Regions from separate parts of the Mus musculus genome. Here regions 1 and 3 are each linked to region 2. The links are chromatin contacts, called in public Hi-C and targeted proximity ligation maps. All regions are on one chromosome and are shown on one strand. The core of a region is the stretch at or near the end of the contact, and the rest is flanking DNA. Distances in the headings are between cores, read along the strand shown.

Region 1 (3,683 bases), core at 975-3,474, 58 kb before region 2:
TGACATAGACTAAGATGAGAGTGAGAAATCAAAGTCTGTAGAGAGTAAAGGCAGAAAAGAAAGCAGTTTGGGCTGAGATTTATCAAAACACACACATAAAACTTTTATGAAATATTTGTTGAATGAATGAACGAATGATTAAGAAACACAATTCCAGGTTCTAAGAAGCCTGGTGTTCATCTAAGAAGACCCACATGCTGGGGGGAGGGTTGTTAGTGATACACACTGGCTATGTTGTTTCTGAGGCATATGTCCAAGATATGCTAACTCACTGCTGCTGTCCAGTCTTGGTTCATCTGGGAAACAGTCCCTCCAGTAGAACCCAGGGAGAAAATCAAAGGAATAGCTATAGAGTTTCCAGTAATGCATAAAATATATACCAAATTCAAACAGGAATTATAAAAGACACAGATATTCCTATTCTCAGAGCCTCATGTACCAGCAGACAGTTCATAGAAAACTAATGTGAATTTGTTATTCATAGCACAGGGTGTAAAGTACTGATTAATGATAAAACATTAACAATTACATAATGTTATGTAGGTATTATTGAATAAGAACAGAATATTTTGTGGGGAAGGGAGTAGATTGTATCTAAGACTTAACTTAGTCCTAAGATATATAAAGATATATAAAATAATGTTTTCTAACACCAAATAAGAAATTAATAAGCATTTTCCAAATAAGCAAATGAGGAAGAAATAAAACAATTGAGACACAGAAAATGTAGACAATACAGCTAGAAAGAAATAAATTTAGATGACAAAAAATTCAAAATATTGTGAAAAAATTTTATGTTAAAAAATTTTGACAAAAGTGAAATGTAATGAAGTCCTAAAGATAAAACAGGACTGTTAGACATTTGACATTAAAATACATGAAATAACTCAAAGGAAAATGAAATGCATTTTAAAGTATAGGATAATTGTAAATTAAGAATTAAACAAAGGACAGAAAAAACATAGCTAGTCACAGACAAGTCATGCAGGTCCACCGGGAATTTCTAGGGACAGTCGAACTTCCTGGACTAACTGTTTCCAGCTGAGGCAGCTGGCATTCATTGTTCCATGGCAGGGAACAAAGGAGGGGGGATCCATATGCTGTCCTTATGTGCGTCACCTTATGCTGGGACATGAAATCTCATATCTCATCCACCATATCTCCCTGCTTCCCCTATCCTTAGAAAGCATTATAGAGCTCTGGGGGTATCCTGGATTTCTACCTGCAGGTAGATGCAAAGCAGGTTGAGCCATCACCCCCATCCTATCTATCATCTGCCACAGCTGTACCAGAATGTTGTCCTCAGATCCCTAAAGTGTTAATACGCACTGTCCTAGGGTTCATGACGAGGGAAAGTGAAGCATGAAGAAAATCACTGTGGTGAGAAGAAACACTGCAATGACACATGCTATATGTGCACAGGAAGAACTGGACCAAACTACACACTGTACGTGGAGATTACAACTGAAGATACTAAACTAAAACCAGAGAAGAGGAGGAGGGGGACACAGGAGGAGGAGGAGGAGGAGGAGGAGGAGGAGGAGGAGGAGGAGGAGGAGGAGAACACACCTAATATAAATGGAAAGATATGGACTAGGAAGACAGCTAAGCAGTTAAGAGCATTTCCTACTCTTGCAGAGGACTTGTGCTTGGATCCCAACACCCACGTGGCTAATCATCAATAATTGCTTGTTACTCTACTTCCAGGGTATCTTGTGCTCTCTCTGGTGTGCGAGACACACCTGTGGTATACGTACCTACAAGCAGCAAACACTCATGTATACAAACAATCTGTTAGAAAGAAGGAAATAGAAGGGTACATGGTCTTCATCCACAGCAGCCGTGACGGGCCCCACACAGTTGCCGCACTGGAAGGCTGGAGTCCCTTCTTGCAGCTCTCAGTAGTTTGGGGCTGAGAAGGGTCTTCAGATTTTGCTCATTCGGTGAGGTCAGTTGGCTTGTCATTTGGAATATCTGTCCTTCTAGGGACCTAGTCACATTCAAAGCCCAACCAGAACATCGATGGCCGGGATTTTACTCAGGAGTCTAACATAGCCTCTCGCTCCAGTCTGCAGACTTGGGATCTGAAGGCAGAAACAGATAAAACACTTTTCATTTCCGGTGTGTCTGGTGTTGGGAGCCGTCTGTCAGCTGCCTGAACTGTTCCTTAGTCACCAAGGGCTAACTACCACTGGGAAACTGCGCTTCCCCTGACTCTATCGCCCCTCCTGCCCCCCTCCTGCTGATCAGTAACTCTGCAGTCTTTCAGTCTGGCCTCCTTCCTTATTACTCATATAAGCCGTGCAGTGCCCCGGCTTTCACTCTCACTGGTACCACTAAGCTTCAAATTCTTTTTATGAAATTTTGGAATATTTAAGGCTATTTCAAAACCAATAGCAGCCAGGGAGAGTGAAAGATTAATGTATTAAAAACCCTGAAAAAAAAAATCACATGCCACAAACTCAGCCCCTGAAAGGGCTCTAATGTCCAAGAATTCTTCTTTTAGATCTAGTGTATGTGTGTGTTTCTTTCATATGTGCCTGTGTATCACATGCAGACCTGGTGCCTTCAGACTCTACAAGAGAGCATCCAATTCCTTGGAAGGAGTTATGGGTAACGTGAGTCACCATGTGGGTGTTGGAAACTGAACTTAAAACAAGTGTTCTTAACCACTGAGCCATCTCTTCAGCTTCAATTTTGAGCAAGATTGTTTTAAAGCTAAATGAGAAAGACTGATTATCACATAGGAGAATGGAAGAGTAAGAAAAAGGAGTATAAACAGCTATTTGTAAAAATATTTTTAAAAAAACAGTAAAATTTTATACTGTGAGATTCTAAAATGAAGATGTATTAAGGATCTCTAGGGTCACAGAACTTCAGAATGAAATGAATATTCTATCTCTCTTTCTCTCTCTCACACTCTCTCTCTCTCATATGTATTTATATGTGCATATATCTATGTATATATAGATACACGTGTATACATATATGCATATGTGTGTGTGTGAAGGGAATTTATTGGAATGACATAGGCTGCAGTTCGATTAATCCAACAATGGTCAGATGTTAATGGAAAGTCCAAGAATATAGTAGTTTCTCAGTCCCACGAAGCCGGGTGTCTCAGCTGGTCTTTCAGATAAGCTGGAATCCAGGAAGTAGGCTCCAATGTCAGTGAAGAAAAGGATGTGCTGGCAAAGTAAGGGCAAGCAGGCTAAGGATGAATGAATCTGTCCTTCTTCCACTGTTCTTCTATGGCTTCCAGCAGAAGGTATGGCCCTGATTAAAGATGTGCCTCAAGACCTGGATTAAAGATGTGTGTCATTCCACCTCAAGATCTGAATCAAAAACCTGTGTCTTCCTGCCTTAAGATTCAGGTCTCAGGTGTGCCCTCCATTTCCGGACTGTAGTTCATTCCAGATAGAGTCAAGTTCACAACCAAGACCAGCCATCACAGAAGGGCAACTCAAATTTAGAATCTTTACAGTGCAAACCCATTTGCAAAGGAAGAAACCAGGGGGATACCTAAGCAAAGAAGCTTAAAATAAATCCATAAGGACAAAGTTAAAAAACAGAATGCTCAAAATCATGAACACTGGCAAGTGATGGCTAGATTCCTCCTAAACTTGACAGTAAAATTAAATTACAAGGAAAAATAATAGACGATTATGCCTCATGTAGGAAGA
Region 2 (3,850 bases), core at 437-2,936:
TTACCTCACTGCTGTTGCTGCCTTTCTATTTACCAAAACTCCCCAGAGAAAGCAGTATCAATGAGTGTACTGTCGAATCGTATGGAACGCCTCAGGTATAGCCATTTTAAATGCTTTCCTACTAATTGTAGTGGAGGCAGTAGAGACTTTTCTGTCTATTTTAATATTACCCTTTGGGCTAGGAAAAAGAAATCCAGTCACTTAAAAGAAATTAATCTTAAAAAATAACTTCTCTGCTCTGGGTGCTAGCTGCGCAATGCAGTTCCGGCTGCCTGGAAGACTGCGATCTCACCCGCTAGTTACTTTACTGTATAATTTTGATATTACGGAGATTTTAGTGAGTTGACTCTGGAATGCTGCTGTAACCTAGGAAGTTAGCCACCCCTCAAGTTTATTTCTGGAGACTTCTTTGAGACATTAACATTTTGTGGATCTGTGGTTGTGTGTGTGTGTGTGTGGGGGCAGTACTTCTTTGAAGGTAGTTGAGGGTGGAGGGAAAGGGGAGAAGGGATGGAGAGCTAGGGGTGTAAGCGGTACAGAGATCTCTTTTAAAAGCTGGCCAGCAGAGATTAATCATTCTAGCTCCCCGTTGACAACAGTTGTAATAGCCTTAGAGGAAAGAGAGACTGGCAAAGCCACGCAGAGTCCACCTTAAGAAAAAAACGTCTGGCTCCCCTTTCAGAACGACCTCTCCCCCTTTCTCAAGTGCCCCAAGGCTCCCTGAAGATAATTGTTTGATGGAAGGGTCCACTTTCAGGTCTTGTTGTTAGATCACAGAGGGAGGCAAGGAAAGATAAACTTTCAAGTGCTCAAACACAAGCCAGTGACGATGTGTCAGGAGAACCCTTGCATGAGCACGCGTTTGCAGGTGGCGCCACCTTAGCTTTGACAGAACCAGAGCATTTCATTTGATTCCTGGGTCCTCAAAGGCAAGGTGGTTCTAATTTAAAAAGGAGTCCAAGACTCACCATTTTTGCAGTAGTTCCCGGGGCAGCACATAGCGTGCCTCATGCAGCGCTTCCTGCGCTTTCGGCAAGCCAGACAGATCTGTACACCTCCGACGCCGGCTGCCCCGCGGCTGGGGCTGGAGCAGTACTCGTCAGAGCCGCACTCCTCATCTTCAGCGCAAGGGTAGGGCTGTGGGAAGGGAGCGGACTGGTGAGCAACTCAAGCATCCTGGTACCCACACCTTCAAGGTCCCCATCTGCCTCTTCAAAAGCCCCTTAAGCGCGCTGCTCTTAATGCAGTGATTCCAAACACACCCCAAATCTCACACACCTAGATCTTTCTGAGACCCCCGTCGGGATCACAGCACCCCTCTTACCTGGTAGTTGTCAAGAGTCTGGTACTTGTTCCCGCCCTCATAGAGAACTCCCGGCGCCACACTGACAGCAGAGCCCGGCTGCCCCCCAGCACCACCCAGCGGTGGGGGCAGGTTCTTGATCGCGTTGGAATTGATGAGAACTGAGTTCAAGGTGGCACTGGCTCCTAGCAGAGGGAGGCTGCAGAGAGCCATCATTGTAAACACGGCCAAGAACCGGACAGCTGCCGCTGCACACACAACCATCATCTCCGAAGGACGCAAACAGGCAAAGGTCAGGAAAAGAGAGGTCACTTTGCACGGCGGCTGGCTGCAGAGTCTGGACTGCGGAACCTCAACTTCGGGACCTCCGCTGGTGGAGTCTCTGGCTGCCAGGCGCACAGCTCTGCACCGCCACCGCCACCTCTGGCTGCCTTTATACTCAGGCTCCCAGCCCTCCCAGCTCCTCAGGGAAGACAACAAAGCCGGGATGGGATTTCAAAGCTTTGGGAGGAGCTGGGAGGGGGAGTGTTTGTGTGTCGGAAGCAGGGAGGACTTTGACACTCTCCCCTCGCCCCTCCCTTGCACTGTGGTCCCCTTGTCCAGCTCACCTTAGAGTGTGGGTCACTAGAGCACTAGAGCATTAGAGCCTAGCCCAAACTTATAAATAAATAAATAAATAAATAAATAAATGGCGGGAGGGTGCACTCTGTGAGCTTGAGTGTTCTGCTGTGGGGCTGGGTTAGTTCTGTCTGAAATCCTTGTCAGAGTTAAAAGTGATAGAATATACAAAACCACGTTTCTTCTCTTCCCCATATGAGTACCCTCGCTTTCTGCGCACGCAAATAATATTCAGTATTAAATACAATGCGAGCAGCCATTCATCAAAGGTTTTGTGAAAAGCCCAGGTGGCTCCTATAGTTGCTGATTAACCCTTTAGCGTTGCGATTTGCAAATGAGGTTCTTGTCTTTTAAGTTTGTCTAGTTGCTTCCCCACTTCCCACTCCCTCCCTCCCCCCACCCAACCCTACACACACCAGGAGAAAAAAAAATGTGCAAAGACAAGAAAATTTGCACATCAAATGAGGATGCCAAGGGAAGAACTAATTCGCTTTTGATGGTGAGTTTGGGGGGGTTGGGGGTGGAGGCGAGAGACTGCCGTTTGGAAATTAAATCAGGGATGGAGGGGAGAGGGAAATAGGCACCCGATAATCAAACTATTTAATGTGGTTCTTTGAATCTGGTCAATCCCAGCAGTAGATGAACTTGATTAAGCAGACACATGAGATCAAAGTGGCTCTGAGCCAGAGCGGACAGGGTCCCTGAGCCTGGTCAGTCCTCTTTCCCTGGTTCCCTGTTCCCAGCGGTGGGTTAATAGAAGAAGATAAGAAACCCGAAGGCTTAGCTCCCGGCTTTCTCATTAGTGTTTCATATCGCTGAGCAGGAGAGGGCTTGCTTTTGATCCCAAATCAAACCTCGTCCAGGACAGGACAGGACAGGAGGAATAACCCTCTAGGGAGATAACAGAGGACCTCCTGGAAAAGAAGTGCTGAACCTAAATCAGAGAATGAATTTGAAGGGGTTTCGCCCAGTGTGTAAAATAAGAAACAACATGGACATAAGAATGCCGTGCTTATAAATTAGCGGTAATGTATGTAATAATGACTTTTATTAAAGTCAGTCTTTTATCCAACCATCACAGTGCTAAAAGAGACAGTTGTCATGAAATAACAAAAGATAAGAAATGTGAATGGATAATGTTTAAGAACAGATCGATAAATCTGAGACCACAAGCAACTGTTGTATGAGACTGAAAAGGAAGAAATGATCTGAAATCCTTGTTGGAGAGGGTGAGCTGAGATGTCCTTTGTAGCCCCTTAGCTTCTGGATCTGCTAGAATTATTCACGACACCGCTTTATCTATAATAGTTATTCTTAGGAAGCCCCCCACCCCCACAATAGCCAATGACAGTCTTGTACAAATATAACCCTGAAGTTGAGCTAGGAGGGATATTATGAACAATATTTAAATATCTGTTTGGTGGATTTCAGAACTTAAGTGTCTTCCAAGTAACTTTTAATGTTGCCTCAATTCTACCCCAAACTCCATTCATCCCGAAGAATTTCCTGTGGTTTGTTGAAAGTCTAACATGGATTAAATCCTATGTACTTATCTGGCTTTTATTAGGAATATGTGCAATTGTGTAGCAAGGCTAGTTACCCACAGATCTTTAAAATATTTGAAAACAATGAACAGGTTTTAAAATTTTGTTTAAAAGTGAATATTAGGAATAATAAAGGGGGACAAATAACTAACAATAAATCAGATTTTCCTGGCTCCACGCAGACCTACCAGTCAGTGGATCTGAACCTTGCATAGATGCCGGGAGATGGTGGAATAATGTGGTGGTGGTGGTGAGCTCATATTATCACATTCAGCATACTACTAGCAATGTCAATGATCAACGTGTTAAGTATCTTTTCCTAGAAATACACATATGTGCCACTTCTCTCCCCATATTCTGATGTAATGATGATTCTTGATTAATA
Region 3 (3,782 bases), core at 617-3,116, 39 kb before region 2:
TCAATAAGGCCCATTATAACTAATTTCTCTAAAAAAGAAATGATTGGAGTAGACATTTTATATACTAAGGACTAGCAAACACAAGAAAAGACTTGTTCTCTTTAGTCATCAGGGGAAACCTAACTGGATACATCACAATAAAATGGCTGTTATTGAAAAACAACAATGTTAGTTGAAATGTGAACTAGAGCTTAGTCTCTCTGTGTGTCTCTGTCTCTGTCTCTGTCTGTCTGTCTGTCTGTCTCTCTCTCTCTCTGTGTAGATCAGAGCATGACTTGTGGGTGACGATTTTCCCCTTCCACCATACGGGTATCAACCAGGGATGGAACTCAGGGTTTAAGCTCTGTAAGCATGTGCTTTACCCCATGCATCATATAACTGGCCCTAAACTAGATGTTTTTCTTTTAATTTTTTGAGAAATTCATATACCGGTACATTATATTCACATCATTTCCTCCTGACCCCTCACCTCAATTTCTTTCCAGCTCTCTCTCTCTCTCTCTCTCTCTCTCCCTCTCTCTCTTTCTCAGATTCATGACCTCTTTTGTATAATTAGTAATGTTAGACACATAATTCTCATTCTCAGGTGTATATGGGATTAGGGATGACTGCTTGGGATTGGATAACTTGTGTAGACCCAACTAGTGCATCTACAACACAACCCTATATCAAAGACTCAGGGAACATCGCAGAGAAAGAGATGGAAAGACTGTAAGAGCCAGAAGAGTAGGATTTCTGCTGCAAGAAGTCTTTTAGACATGACATAGAGCTGCACCATGAAATCTCAACTATGTAGTTGCCTAAACTAGACTTACATAATGGTAATACCAGTCCCCATGCTAAGAGGGACGAGGAAACTCACAATTTCCCACCCCTAGATATAGCAGGGACTTTTATAACATTGCTAGAGGGTATAGAAAATATTGCAACCACTTTGGAAGTCTGGCAGCACTAAGATATTTAAATATGTTACCACATGATCTAGCAATGACACTTCTAGGTATATTCCGAATAAAAATAAAAATACATGTCTACACCAAAACTTGTCTCACTGTAGTATAACTCATAACTGATCTAAACGGAAAATAGCCCAAATGTTTATTAACTTGAAGGTGAATTTCAAAACGTAAGAGTTGCAGAGAATGGAAGATTGAAGTCAATACATTCTACAAAGGACTAAATCTCAGAATAATATGATAAATAAAAGACACCAAGATGAATGACTGACTATAAAGCGTATGATACAACTTTTATTAAGTGTACAACACAATCAAATCTATCAACACAGCATCCGTATTAATGTTTACTATGAGAGGAATCAAACACAGTTATTTCTGAGAAGTCTGTACCATTTAGTGGCCCGATAGCACAGTAATAAAGCAAAAAATAATAAAGAAGTAAGGCTTAAAACCATGGATTCATATACTTCTGGATAAAGGACTGTGTTCAGAATACTAGCCCAAGCAAACGATTCTCAAGTTCAGCTACATTTTCTGCTGCAGGGGTGGCATGGAGAGACAGAAGCCACACAAAAAGACAGGGGAGGAGGTAAGAGGAGGGTTAATGAATAGATACTGCAATACTTAGAAGCTCAGTGTGAAGACAGGATAATGCTACTGCTACAGAAGCAAAAGGAGATGAAAGAAACATCATGTTTTTAGCTGTGTAATTATGAAGTAGATAGAACTTGAGAAAGAACTAAACTAAGAGAATAAATGACCTGGACTTCCCATAATTAGTACATTCTGGGCATACTGGATTATATGGTCTAATAGGCTATGCTGCCGCTCTCTAGGTTACTTCAGGTCAACAGAGTGGAAGCAACAATGTAACAAGAAGAATGAGGAGACTGACACTGTGGTAACACTATCAGCTAACTTCTTAGGATACCACGTGTCTAGATGGAATCTCTGAGACCTAGCAAGTTTAGACAGAAGTGGTGTGAGGATTTCCCCCAAGTTTGATAATGAGACACATTTCCCAGCATCTCCTTCCTTACAGTCCTGGGGAGATGAGAGTGTCTCCTCTTCATTCAATTTGCTTACCTGGTAAGCAAAGCAAAGCATTCATTTGGATTTGGGCTAAATGACAAGATGCTGTCAGGGACTTGTGTTTAGCATCAAAGCGGAGAGGAACGCCCAGTCACAGTTCTTTCCGACAGTCTTTCTAGGCCATTGTCATCTCTCCTGTTATCACCACCCCCCACCCCCTCTTGCTTGTTCAGCCATCACCCATTTGTCCACTCCAACTTTTATTCCATTTGTCTTTTACACACTCCCTGTCTGGTTGAGCGCTCCCACTCATGTCTTCAGCAAACACTGGATGAGTCTTGCAAGTAGCTGGTGCCACACTGTAGACTAGGAAGGGAAGGCTAAACAACATAAGAAAGTTCCAACCCCGCAGGGAGTTTGCTAAATATTAACCCAAAGGATACAGGGCAAAAGCAATGGGCTGGCTTCTTTATTGTGTGCATCTAAGCATATCCACAGCGTTATCTCCTCTGATAGCTTTTTGAATGGATACTACGTCTTGTAGGGAAAAAGTGTGGACAGGGTGATCAGGGTTTACAGTTTAATAGTTGTGAATTTAGCTTTGTAGCTGAGTGGAGAATGGTAGAAGAGCATACTCTCTTTTTTTGGAGGGGATTGTTATGAACATGGCTTGCTCAGTTAATGGCAGTAGTGAAGATGTGAGAATTTTATTACTAGCAAAAATACATTCACTAGCTTCTGTAGGGTAAGAAATATTTTGGGCGTAGTTTCTTTCTTTCTTTCTTTCCTTTTTTTTTTTTTTTTTTCTTGTGATTTCAGCGAAATAGGTGTATAGAATAGAGCTCTGACAATAGTAACACAAGGAACGAAATATAAACCTCATATCCCAAAGAGCTGGATTTGACTCTTAGATCTGCCACTGATTTTACCACCTTGCACAAGATAGTGACAGCCCTGGGCCCCTGTTTCTGTATCTGACAAACTTATATAATAATGCCTATCTTCTCTGAATGTTCATGGTTTCAAACACATATGGCATTTTATAAAGTTTTAAACTCTGGGCATAACCATTCATCAAATATAGGTGATAAATATTTTCCTGTCTAGCCCTTTCTTCTTTTGGCAACAACAAAAGGAAGGGACATGAAACACTTTATAATTTTTCTAGACTCAAATCTTGGCTGCATTCTATCTTTCTCAAGATTTATTTATTTATTTATTTTTTGTTTAGTCTACATGTACGTCTGTATCCCATGTGTGTGCTCCTGGTGCCCAGACAGGGGGTCAGAAGAGGACAGTGAATTCTTGGGAACTGGCGTTGCAGACAGTTTGGAGCACTGGGCACTGAATTCAGGCCTTCTAGGAGAGAAGGGCTCAGTCTGCCGAGCCATATCTCATCTCCATTCAGTCTCATTTCTCATTGTTTCTATCAATGGACATTTCTGTTAGTCATGTCTCATGTCCCCATCTTTTAAATCTGTTACAAAATTTGGTTTTTTTTTAACCTAAAAAAACAATTTTCACTTTATCCCATTTCATATCTTTCAAATTACAAAAAGAATATGTTTATTGTAGAATGTAAATATATAAAGATGAATAAATCCAGACTAAACTTTGACATCTCACCTCTTCGAATCATGATTCTCGTGGTATAACCAGAGGTGTGTGTTTCTTGTGGAGACATCTTTTTTTCTGAAAAGAAAATAGTTTAAAACACATTGTTTATCTTACTTTTTAAAATTTAACATTTAATAATATTTGGCACAAATGTATCTTTCCCCACTTTCCTTC

What was found. Hi-C and Micro-C count contacts between places; a contact is called where the count stands out from the background.
Region 1: a Hi-C map of the N1E-115 cell line shows a contact between it and region 2, with 4 times the contacts expected there. A contact is called at or near these places in 4 of 39 promoter capture datasets (the HPC-7 cell line, cranial neural crest, embryonic stem cells and 1 more), 5 of 484 Hi-C or Micro-C datasets (the HL-1 cell line, the N1E-115 cell line, embryonic stem cells and 1 more), 4 of 130 datasets of targeted methods (embryonic fibroblasts, embryonic stem cells and extraembryonic endoderm stem cells) and 4 of 9 other capture datasets (adipose tissue, embryonic stem cells, liver and 1 more).
Region 3: a contact with region 2 is called in a targeted proximity ligation map of extraembryonic endoderm stem cells. A contact is called at or near these places in 2 of 39 promoter capture datasets (cranial neural crest and macrophages), 7 of 484 Hi-C or Micro-C datasets (embryonic stem cells, extraembryonic endoderm stem cells, stem cell-derived neural progenitor cells and 1 more), 6 of 130 datasets of targeted methods (differentiating embryonic stem cells, embryonic stem cells, extraembryonic endoderm stem cells and 1 more) and 3 of 9 other capture datasets (adipose tissue, liver and pancreatic islet).

The regions. Positions count from the first base shown.
Region 1 is chr19:30,488,942-30,492,624 of GRCm38.p6, forward strand. It overlaps the pseudogene Gm17885. Among named protein-coding and RNA genes, the nearest start is that of Dkk1, 59 kb to the right of the region's middle.
Region 2 is chr19:30,547,810-30,551,659 of GRCm38.p6, forward strand. It overlaps Dkk1 (dickkopf WNT signaling pathway inhibitor 1), which reads right to left and starts at 1,687. Exons shown (of 4, transcript NM_010051.3): 1 at 1,325-1,687; 2 at 969-1,137. The coding sequence starts at 1,570.
Region 3 is chr19:30,508,320-30,512,101 of GRCm38.p6, forward strand. No RefSeq gene overlaps it. Among named protein-coding and RNA genes, the nearest start is that of Dkk1, 39 kb to the right of the region's middle.